Regions from separate parts of the Capra hircus genome. Here region 2 is linked to region 1. The links are chromatin contacts, called in public Hi-C maps. All regions are on one chromosome and are shown on one strand. The core of a region is the stretch at or near the end of the contact, and the rest is flanking DNA. Distances in the headings are between cores, read along the strand shown. Region 1 holds the start of ELF1 (ETS-related transcription factor Elf-1). Region 2 overlaps ELF1 (ETS-related transcription factor Elf-1).

Evidence for each region. A called contact is a pair of places that touch in the nucleus more often than the background predicts.
Region 2: a Hi-C map of blood shows a contact between it and region 1, with 4 times the contacts expected there. The contact joins the enhancer-like site here to the promoter of ELF1 in region 1. A contact is called at or near these places in 2 of 5 Hi-C or Micro-C datasets (both in blood).

The regions. Positions count from the first base shown.
Region 1 is chr12:75,259,706-75,264,829 of ARS1.2, forward strand. ELF1 (ETS-related transcription factor Elf-1) reads left to right here and starts at 1,734. Exons shown (of 9, transcript XM_018056807.1): 1 at 1,734-2,132. WBP4 (WW domain-binding protein 4) reads right to left here and starts at 1,670. Exons shown (of 10, transcript XM_018056809.1): 1 at 1,323-1,670; 2 at 350-422. The coding sequence starts at 1,324. TRNAE-UUC (a tRNA gene) reads left to right here and starts at 2,163; the gene lies at 2,163-2,234.
Region 2 is chr12:75,339,681-75,345,068 of ARS1.2, forward strand. All of the region lies in intron 2 of ELF1 (ETS-related transcription factor Elf-1), which reads left to right. Among named protein-coding and RNA genes, the nearest start is that of TRNAK-CUU, 14 kb to the left of the region's middle. Within about 2 kb of position 2,406, at least 2 of the 5 cell types and tissues checked have an H3K27ac peak or open chromatin away from gene starts, as enhancers often do.

The DNA.
Region 1 (5,124 bases), core at 484-2,983:
TTCTGCTTTTACTTTTCTTTGTATACAACAATATTACAAACAGCACCGTCATAACCTAGGTGTTTCATAAACATGAATGTGATTACCCACTCAATGTCCAGTTCCTGAATGTGACTGAAGGGCCAGAGAGAAATAATTTGGCTTAGTAGATAATCAAATTTGGGCTGATGATAAAGAAGGCTCACAACTTTCCTACAAGGAATGAAAACACAACAGAAATTGTTCGATGTTTTGAAAAATCAAGAGCAACGCATATGAAAGTACTTTGTAAGCTCTCAGTTGAGATCAACAAAGAACATCTCGCATGAACACAGTTATCAGGAGACTCTTAACAGAGGAATCATCATACAGGCCTATTGTCCGCGATCCAACACTTGCAGTAATCACAGAATTTCTTGGGTTGTGACTTCCAGTAGTCTGCCCTGGAAAAGAAAAAACAAGTTTATTTAGAACCTAAAAAGGTAATTTTTGCGTGATTTCCATCTTCAACTTGCAATCCGACATGCAAGCTTCACAATCTTGTTACACACAGCATCCTGCTTTATTATTTAGCCGATTGAAAGCAGTCAACTGAAATTGTTGCCACTAGAGTAGAAAAGTCTGCACCGTATTTAAAACTCCCTTCAACAAAATAGCTTTAAAAAATGTATCATTTGTTATTGTCATCAGTATTAAGAAATAAGGAACATGCTGGAGAAGATCATCCATTCCTTTCTGGCATTTTTGGAGGTGAGGTTACCGTAATGGAGACTTGAAGAAACTCAAAAAGTTCACGTGAAATCGTTATTTCCACTCAAAGAACTAAACATAAGACGCTTCTGGTGGGAGACTGTGGATCCTCCGAGACTATCAGTTAATAGTTTGTTCTTGAGCCTCAAGGATCTCTCAGCAGGCAAGACCAAAAATTAAAGTCATAAGCTAACCAGGGCTGGCCGCTTCTAGCAGGCGGAGGCGGCAGCGGTGGCCGCAGTCCAACCCTCCGGTTTCACAACACCCCACGGTTCAAGCGCCGCCAGAACGAGGATGCTCGCGGCCCCCGACGGTGGAGGCGGCGGCAGCCCTCTGTCGCTCCACGGCGGCCGTCCTACCTGCAGGGGCCGCCAGGCTCCCTGCCAGAGCCCGCGCGTCCCCATCCCGGGACGGGAGAACCGGCCGCGCCGGTCCGCAGCCGGCCCCGAGCGAGTTAAGGGCGCTTCCGTCACGCCCCTGGCCGAGGGCGCGCGGGGGGAGAGGGGCGGTGGCGGAGGGAGAGACCCGGCGGGAGAAGGGCCGCCCGGAGAAACAAGACCTCGTTGTTTGAGAGCCTGAGAAACCCGACTCACATGACTGGTCCAGGCGCTCCGCGGGCCGCCCCCGGCCCCGGCCGAGGCTCGCGTTCTCCGCGCGGGGACAACCAGGCCCCAGCTCACCACGAGGCCCACCGCAGCCTCGGAGCGCGGACGCCTCCCGCCGTCCCCGGGGCCCGCGTTCCGCCGCTCCCAACTACGGGTGCCCCGGCGACCCAATCCGCGTTCGCGCTCGCCTCCCCTGCGCTCCTCCTCGAGGGGCGGGCCTCCGGCTCCCCGAGAGGTGGGGTCGTTATAAGGGGCTGAGGTCGCCGACCAGGGGCGAGAGCGCGACGGGACTTGGGGGCACGCTCGAGTCTCGCGTCTCCGCGTCAGCTCGCCTTCTCTCTCTCTTTTCCCCTCCCGAGATCCAGAACCTCCACCTCCTTCTAGGCTCGCTGGCTCGGGGCCCGAGGAGCTCGCGCGCCGCCTCCGCCCCGAACGCAAACAGCTGTTCCCAGAGACGTCGCCGCCCTCAACTTTGCCAACTGGTCCCCACGCACTTTGACCGGCGGAGCAGCCCGGACCCGTAGGCTGGGGAGCGGGCCGTTGGCGGAGTTTAAAAAAAAAAAAAGAAAGAAAGGTGAAACAGCTGGTTTTGGGGCCGAGAGTCGCTGGGCTTGGCCTCAGAACTTTTCCTCAGGCGGCGGAGCGACCCCGCCCCACCGCTGGGACGCCCGCGCGCTCCTGCCAGGCGCGCTCCCGGGCTCGCGAGCGCGTGGGGAGCTGGGGAGCAGGCGGCGGCGGCCCCGAGGCGGCGGCGGCTGCGGGTGGTGGAGCTGGGGCGGCGGCGTTCGCTCTTGTCAGGTGAGTCACCGCGGAGCTCCTCACAGCACTTCCCATATGGTCTAGCGGTTAGGATTCCTGGTTTTCACCCAGGCGGCCCGGGTTCGACTCCCGGTATGGGAACGTGGTAACACTTTTCAGAAACTGACAGGCGAAACCGACTTGTTTTATTTCCAGTGGCTCTGGCTCTTTTTTTTTCTTGCCCCCCCCTCCCCCGCCCCATCCAGGTGATTTTGGTGGAGAACGCGCCCTGGAGCCCTGCGGTGAGATCTGGGCTGCCTGAGTGCGGAGCCGGGCGGGCGGGAGGAGCGGGTGCGCTCAGGCTGCCGCTGCTCGCGCGGGAGGCCGGCGGGGCAGAGGCGCGGGGCGCGGGGTTTCGCTTCTCCCGGGGCCGTCCTCCCGCCGCTGCGGGCCCGGGCCGTCGCCTCCCCAAAGCTCGGGAGGCGATGATTAACCCCGGCCTCGCCTTATCGGCCCCCAGCGCCCCCGGCAGGCACACACCCTCGCCTCGGACGGTCCCGTGCGACGCGGGGCGTGTTCGCCCGCGCCCGGCTCGGAGCCCCGAGTCATCGCGCCCGGGGTCTTCACTAGAAACACCCCGCCCGCCCCCCGGACCCCCGACACAAAGCAGCCCCCGGGCGGGGTGCGGGCCGGGGACCCCCGACGGCCCGGGCGCGCTCTCCCGACCGCGCCGCTGCCGCCCGCCCGGCGCGGGTCCCCCCGGGGCGCCCGAGCCCCGCGCCGAGGGCACCCCGGCTTGACATGTGGGGCGCCGGCCGCCGTTCACAGAAAGCACCCCAGACTCGGGAGCCGCAGACCTGAGTGCTTTGGCTCGGGAAGGGCGAGGGCATCCGTCCGGTTCTCCGCGCCCCGCTCCGCGCCCAACACACACGCGCGCGCGCGCGCGTTCTGCAGAAGAAAAATAACCATTGGGATGAGATGTCTTTCAAGAAGAAATGTGACTTCTCCAAAGGGTCTATAACGTTTTGAGCGCCGCGGCTAGCAAATCCTGGCGTGGTGGTGGGGCTCGGAAGAGAGAAAATTGGCCGGAGCCTGGGGAGGGGATGTTATAACAAAGTTTCACTGTATTTTTAAATATAGAAGCCCTGTGTTTATTACAAAGAAGGGGCAGCTGTGTCAGCAGCATGTGAGTTGTAAATGAAACAAAAGCATTATCTTAAATGCAAGCTGAAATGAGAAAATGGGGTGAGCTATATAATGTTTAGCCTATTGGGCCTCTGGGAACAAATGAAGCGGGAAGAAGTGGCTCTTGTGGATGGGTTTCTGGGCAGTGCCGTGAGGAGCAGCAGAAACTTGAGTTGTACGTGCCTTCTCAAACTCTTGTTTTGATAGTTTTAGCTGTACAATGAGTTTTGGAATAATCTGTTAGTGTGATCGGCATGATTAAGGATTAATTATTTTCACATTGTAAATAAACTTCCACAGCTAAATATGTTTTAGATAGTCTCTATTAATTTAAATATTTGGATGTTTACACCAAGCACCCTCAGATATTTTGAAAGTTGACTGATGTTCACGTTTTTTTAATGTGAGGAGGTTGTGGAGAGAATACTAAAAGTATATTTTGGCTCCTTTGATCAGTATAACTTTGTGTAGCTCTTTCACTTCCTTATGCTCTGGGTTTAGAGCCATAAATTCTTGATAAAGCGTATCACTCACAAACTTTAGAGCTTCAGGAATTGTTGAGCAATTCTTGTGTCAGTAATAAGAGTGGAAAAGTTTTGTTTAAATAGAGGATTGTGTCATTGTTCAGAAACCATTTACTGAGGCTCGAATTTGGAAGAAAGAAAAGAACTCTCTGCCTTAATTGTTTCCATAGTGCTTCATTCCTGATCTTGCATTTCCTAATGACTTGCTATTATACTGTACCAAATTGTGCTAAAATGGATGTGATTTTCAACTGAGAACCAGCTATAATTGCAAATGGCTTTATATGTACTCGAGAGTATGCTGAGAGGAGTAGTTTGATGACAGTTTCTCTATGTCCAAGACATAGACTTATAGGGCTTCCTCGGCGGCACAGTGGATAAGAATCTACCTGCGAATGCAGGAGACATGGGTTCGATCCCTGGTCTTGGAGGATTCCACATGCCTCAGAGCAGTTAAGACCGTGTGAATAGTTAGAACTGGACATGGAACAACAGACTGGTTCCAAATAGAAAAAGGAGTACATCAAGGCTGTATTGTCACCCTGCTTATTTAACTTATATGCAGAGAACATCATGAGAAACGCTGGGCTGGAAGAAGCACAAGCTGGAATCAAGATTGCCGGGAGAAATATCAATAACCTCAGATATGCAGGTGACACCACCCTTATGGCAGAAAGTGAAGAGGAACTAAAAAGCCTCTTGATGAAAGTGAAAGAGGAGAGTGAAAAAGTTGGCTTAAAGCTCAACATTCAGAAAACTAAGATCATAGCATCTGGTCCCATCACTTCATGGCAAATAGATGGGGAAACAGTGTCAGACTTTATTTTGGGGGGCTCTAAAATCACAGCAGATGGTGATTGTAGCCATGAAATTAAAAGACGCTTATTCCTTGGAAGGAACGTTATGACCAACCTAGACAGCATATTAAAAAGCAGAGACATTACTTTGTCAACAAAGGTCCATCTAGTCAAGGCTATGGTTTTTCCAGTGGTCATGTATGGATGTGAGAGTTGGGCTGTGAAGAAAGCTGAGCGCCGAAGAATTGATGCTTTTGAACTCTGGTGTCGGAGAAGACTCTTTGAGTTCCCTTGGACTGCAAGGAGGTCCAACCAGTCCATCCTAAAGGATATCAGTCCTGGGTGTTCATTGGAAGGACTGACGCTAAAACTGAAACTCCAATACTTTGGCTACTTCGTGTGAAGAGTTGACTCATTGGAAAAGACCCTGATGCTGGGAGGGATTGGGGGCAGGAGGAGAAGGGGATGACAGAGGATGAGATGGCTGGATGGCATCACTGGCTCAATGTACATGAGTTTGAGTAAACTCTGGGAGTTGGTGATGGA
Region 2 (5,388 bases), core at 1,156-3,655, 81 kb after region 1:
TGGCAGAGTCTTAACCACCAGGGAAATCCCAGGAATGCAATTTAGAATCTTGTAATTCTCAGGAGCAGTGGTTCTGACCTCTGCATTCTCATTGGAATCATCTGAGAAGCTTTGATAACATATGCTGGTCATAATGCTTAGATATTCTGATATATTTGGTCCCATATAGGGTAAGGTAGGAGAAGGCAATGGCACCCCACTCCAGAACTCTTGCCTTGAAAATCCCATGGATGGAGGAGCCTGGTGGGCTGCGGTCCATGGGGTTTCCAGGGAGTCGGACACAACTGAGCGACTTCTTTCACTTTGCACTTTCATGCATTGGAGAAGGAAATGGCAACCCACTCCAGTGTTCTTGCCTGGAGAATCCCAGGGATGGCGGAGCCTGGTGGGCTGCCGTCTCTGGGGTCGCACAGGGTCGGACACGACTGATGCGACTCAGCAGGAGCAGCAGGGTAAGGTACTGATATTTTTAGATGTTTCTCAGTGTATAGTCAGGGTTGATACCCACAGATAGAGTTTACTTAGATTCCCCGATTCAAGTGAAAGGTACCGAAGAGGAGATGCTTATTTAATATAATTATTTAAAAGAGGAGAGGTTTTAAAGTTGATTTAGAGGATTTGGAGAAAAAGATTTTTTAAGTAGCCAGCCAAATAAAATGTAGTATTTTTGTTTGATCATCAGTAAAGTGTTGACTCCCTTATTTCTTAAAGGAAGTTTACATCTTATTGCTAACTATTAGAAATGTGGCCATTTTATGATTAGCTCTGACCTTCCTGAAATTCTTGTTTTAAATAAATCTTAGGAAGGAGTCTGGTTGAAATGGTATGGCAAAACTAGGTAGATAGACTTTGATGGTCTTCAGCAAAGAAACTTGAAGGATACTATCTAATCTTAATTTAGGAATAGTAATAAGTGTATGTATATATATGAATATATTCTTATATAAGAATGCATTCTTATATATATAAGAATATGTTATATATATCATTTAATACATGTTATATAATATATTCTTATATAGTATATATATTATACATATTCTGTCTATATAGTCTTATATTATGTGTGTTCTGTATATATTATTTTATATATATTCTTATATTTTTATGATATATGTAGAATATGTATGAATGTATTCATTGTTACTATTGTTGCATTCCTGAATTATTTGTTACTGTTATAACAAGTTACTATTGTTACTATTGTAACAATTCCTGTTACTATTCCTGAATTACTATTTTGTTGTTCAGTTGCTCAGTCTTGTCTGACTCTTTTCCACCCCATGGAGGGCAGCACACCAAGCTTCCCTGTCCTTGACCATCTCCCGGAGCTCATTCAAACTCGTGTCCATTGAGTTGGTGTTGCCATCCAACTGTCTTGTTCCCTGTCATCCCCTTCTCCTCACACCCTCAATCTTTCCCAGCATCAGAGTCTTATCAAATGAGTTAGCTCTTCACATCAGGTGGCCAAAGTATTTGAGCTTCAGCATCCGTCCTTCCAACGAATATTCAGGATTGATTTCTTTTAGGATTGACTGGGTTGATCTGGCAGTCCAAGGGTCTCTCAAGAGTTTTCTCCAACACCACAGTACAAAAGCATCAGTTCTTCAGTGGTCAGTCTTCTTTATGGTCCAGCTCTCACAGTCATACATGACTACTGGAAAAACCATAGCTTTGACTATATGAACCTTTGTTGGCAAAGTAATGTCTCTGCTTTCTAATACGCTATCTAGGTTTGTCATAGCTTTTCTTCCAAGAAGCAAGCATCTTTTAATGTCATGGCTATATATATATATATATATATATGTATATATTTTAATTGCCATAAAGATGGTAAAGAATCCGCCTGTAATGCAGGAGACCTGGGTTTGATCCCCCGGTTGAGAATATCCTCTGGAGAAGGAAATGGCAACCAACTCCAGTATTCTAGCCTGGAGAGTTCCATGGACAGAAGAGCTTGGCCGGGTACAGCCCATGGACACGACTGAGAGACTAGCATTTATTGCCATAAGCTATCGAGATTGTTTAGGGTCGAGGGACTTAGTTGTCAAATGAGAGACTTAAAGCTAAATTAACTTGAGTCTTGTTATAGTCTGAATTGCCCTTCACTCCTCAAATTCAAATGTTGAAGCCCTGACCCCCAGAATGTGACCTTACTTGGAAATAGGATTATTGTGGATACAACATGAGGTTATACTGGAATAAGGTGGGCCCCTGATCCAATATGATGAGTGCCTTTATAAGAAGAGAAAACTTGGACAGAGACACGTACAGGGAGAGTGCTGTGTGAGCATGAAGAGAGCCATTTACAGGCCAAAGAGAGAGGCCTGGATGGACCCTTCCCTCATAGCCCTCAGGAACTAACCTTGCCATTGCTGTGATATCAGCCATGCAGACTCCAGAACTGAGAGACAGTACATTTTTGCTGTTTCAGCCATGTAGCCTGTGGTCCTTTGTTATAGCAGCTACAGCAAATTAATACAAGTCCCCATATTTTATTTATTTTTAAAAATGTTAATCTAGAAAATTCAGTATGTGAAATTTTACCATCTTTTTTTTCACTCAAGAGATTAGGGTCCATTTCTTTATCAGGGATTTTATTACTTAAAGCAACTTTTGTTTCTAATTTATTTTTGTCTGTGCCGGGCCTGCATTGTTCCTCCGGCTTTTCTCTTGTCGCGGCGAGCGGGGCCTGCCCTCCAGGTGCAGTGTGTGGGCTTCTCTTGCAGTGGAGCTCAGCCTCCAGGGCACCTGGGCTGCAGCAGTTGCGGCGAGGGGCTTAGTTGCCCTGCAGCATGTGGGATCCTCCCAGACCAGGTATCGAGCCTGTGTCTCCTGCATTGGCAGGCAGATTCTGTACCACTGAGCCCCCAGGGATGCTCTACAAGGAATTTTAGAATGTGTGGTTATGAAGTTTTAAAGTTCCTGATGACTCAGTTAGTAGTCAGTGAGTTTAGTCAATCAGTTTATAAGGCAGGAGTTTACCATGAGCCCAGATCCGCAGCAGGCGTTTCTGGAGTATCTGTTTTCCTTCTCTTTATGGTTATAGTGGAAGGGTCTTTCCAGTCACCCGAGAAGGGTTTCCTGGATCTATTTTGTGTATACAGATTGAGGCTGGTTACCTGAGACGCAGAGTTGGTCTATTTATTGTACATGAATTAACAGCACCCTGGAGAAATTAAGAGTTGAACAACTGTGAATACACATCTCAGTGGACTAGAGAAGAGTGGCCTGTGTTTTTCATGAGACGAGCCAGTGTCTAGAAGGAAAAGACAGTACGGCCAAATTGGGAGTGATCCTGGGAAGTCCCTGGGGAGTGGCAGGAGCTGGCTGTGCCCTCAAGGTGGTTTATAGTAGAGTTGGATTGGAGAAGTCCTTGAAAAAGATAACACTGAAAGTCATGCTGCAAACACAGCTCCTCACCTATTCTGTGTTTCTAAACAGAGCTAAGTAAATACGTAAAAGGGAAAAAAAAGTTCCAGAACAAAACAGCATCATGCTTCAGACTGGCTATAATAGTGAAAAGGCAAAGAACTTGGTCTCTGGAGTCCACTTTAGGTTAAGACTCTTCCATTTACAGTGAACTGTTTTCCTTCTCTTTGAGACTTCATTTTCCTGTGTATAAGGTAAATCATCGGATGTGCCTTTCTTATTGGGTTTTTGTGATGATGACATAAGGTGGTAATCCATGTGAAGCAGTGAGCAAAATGCCTGGTGCTAATAAATATTAGCTAATAACAGTAGCAAAGCCAGAAGGTATGTGACCACTGTGCGTAGATGACTGCCTCCCCACCCCCCCGCATTTAGCCCATTAAATATGAGTAATCTCTTCTGACGTAAGCTTGTAAACAGACAGTTTTCATATCCGTGCCTTTAAAGTACATCTTAAAACCTGGAGTTCAGTTTAGTTCAGTCGCTCAGTCGTGTCCGACTCTTTGTGACCCCATGAATTGCAGCATGCCAGGCCTCCCTGTCCATCACCATCTCCCAGAGTTCACTCAGACTCACGTCCATCGAGTCTGTGATGCCATCCAGCCATCTCATCCTTGGTCGTCCCCTTCTCCTCCTGCCCCCAATCCCTCCCAGCATCAGAGTCTTTCCCAATGAGTCAACTCTTCGCATGAGGTGGCCAAAGTACTGGAGTTTCAGCTTTAGCATCATTCCTTCCAAAGAAATCCCAAGGTTGATCTCCTTCAGAACGGACTGGTTGGATCTCCTTGCAGTCCAAGGGACTCTCAAGAGTCTTCTCCAACACCACAGTTCAAAAGCATCAATTCTTCGGTGCTCAGCCTTCTTCACAGTCCAACTCTCACATCCATACATGACCACAGGAAAAACCATAGCCTTGACTAGATGGACCTTAGTCGGCAAAGTAATGTCTCTGCTTTTGAATATACTATCTAGGTTGGTCATAACTTTTTCTTCCAAGGAGAAAGCATCATTTAATTTCATGGCTGCAGTCACCATCTGCAGTGATTTTTGGAGCCCAAAAAAATAAAGTCTGACACTGTTTCCACTGTTTGCCCATCTATTTCCCATGAAGTGATGGAGCCAGATGCCATGATCTTCGTTTTCTGAATGTTGAGCTTTAAGCCAACTTTTTCACTCTCCTCTTTCACTTTCATCAAGAGGCTTTTTAGCTCCTCTTCACTTTCTGCCATAAGGGTGGTGGTATCTGCATATCTGAGCGCAGCCGGCTGCAAGCCGGCACACTAAAACCTGGAAGTGACCTAGAAATGATTGTCTAAAGCAAATTAGAATATACTTGACTATGCATAGACTGCCTCTGTTATGGAACAAAGATACTGGCTTCAGTGGTTGCTTCTGGAGAGGGGCACTGCTGTGCTGTGCTTAGTCGCTCAGTGGCGTCCGACTCAATGCGACCCCATGGACTGTAGCCTGCCAGGCTCCTCTGTCCATGGGGATTCTCCGGGCAAGAATACTGGAGTGGGTTGCCATGCCCTGCTCCAGGGGATCTTCCCCACTCAGGGACTGAACTCAGGTCTCCCCACTTTGCAGGCAGATTCTGTACTATCTGAGCCACCAGGGAAGCAGTATTGGTTATAGGAGTACATGACTGTGTGTTTCCTAACACAGAGCAGTCAGCTCCAATCCACTTCCAGGATAAGGGACTGGGATGAGGTAGAAAGTAGTAATAAGCATGTGTAGTTATCTGAAACTTGGGAACTGTGTGGATTCAGAAAAATTTTGGAGCTATCCCTCTTAATAGCCACAGTCTAAATACTCACTCTCCAAATTTCAGGAGCCAAATAAATGTGGGTAGGGAGGAATTCTTTGCTTCCATTTGAGGGCTTCTCCTGAGAATTGCATTGACCTGCCTCTGTCTCTGACTTAGTGCTGCTGCTGCTACTAATGCTAAGTCACTTC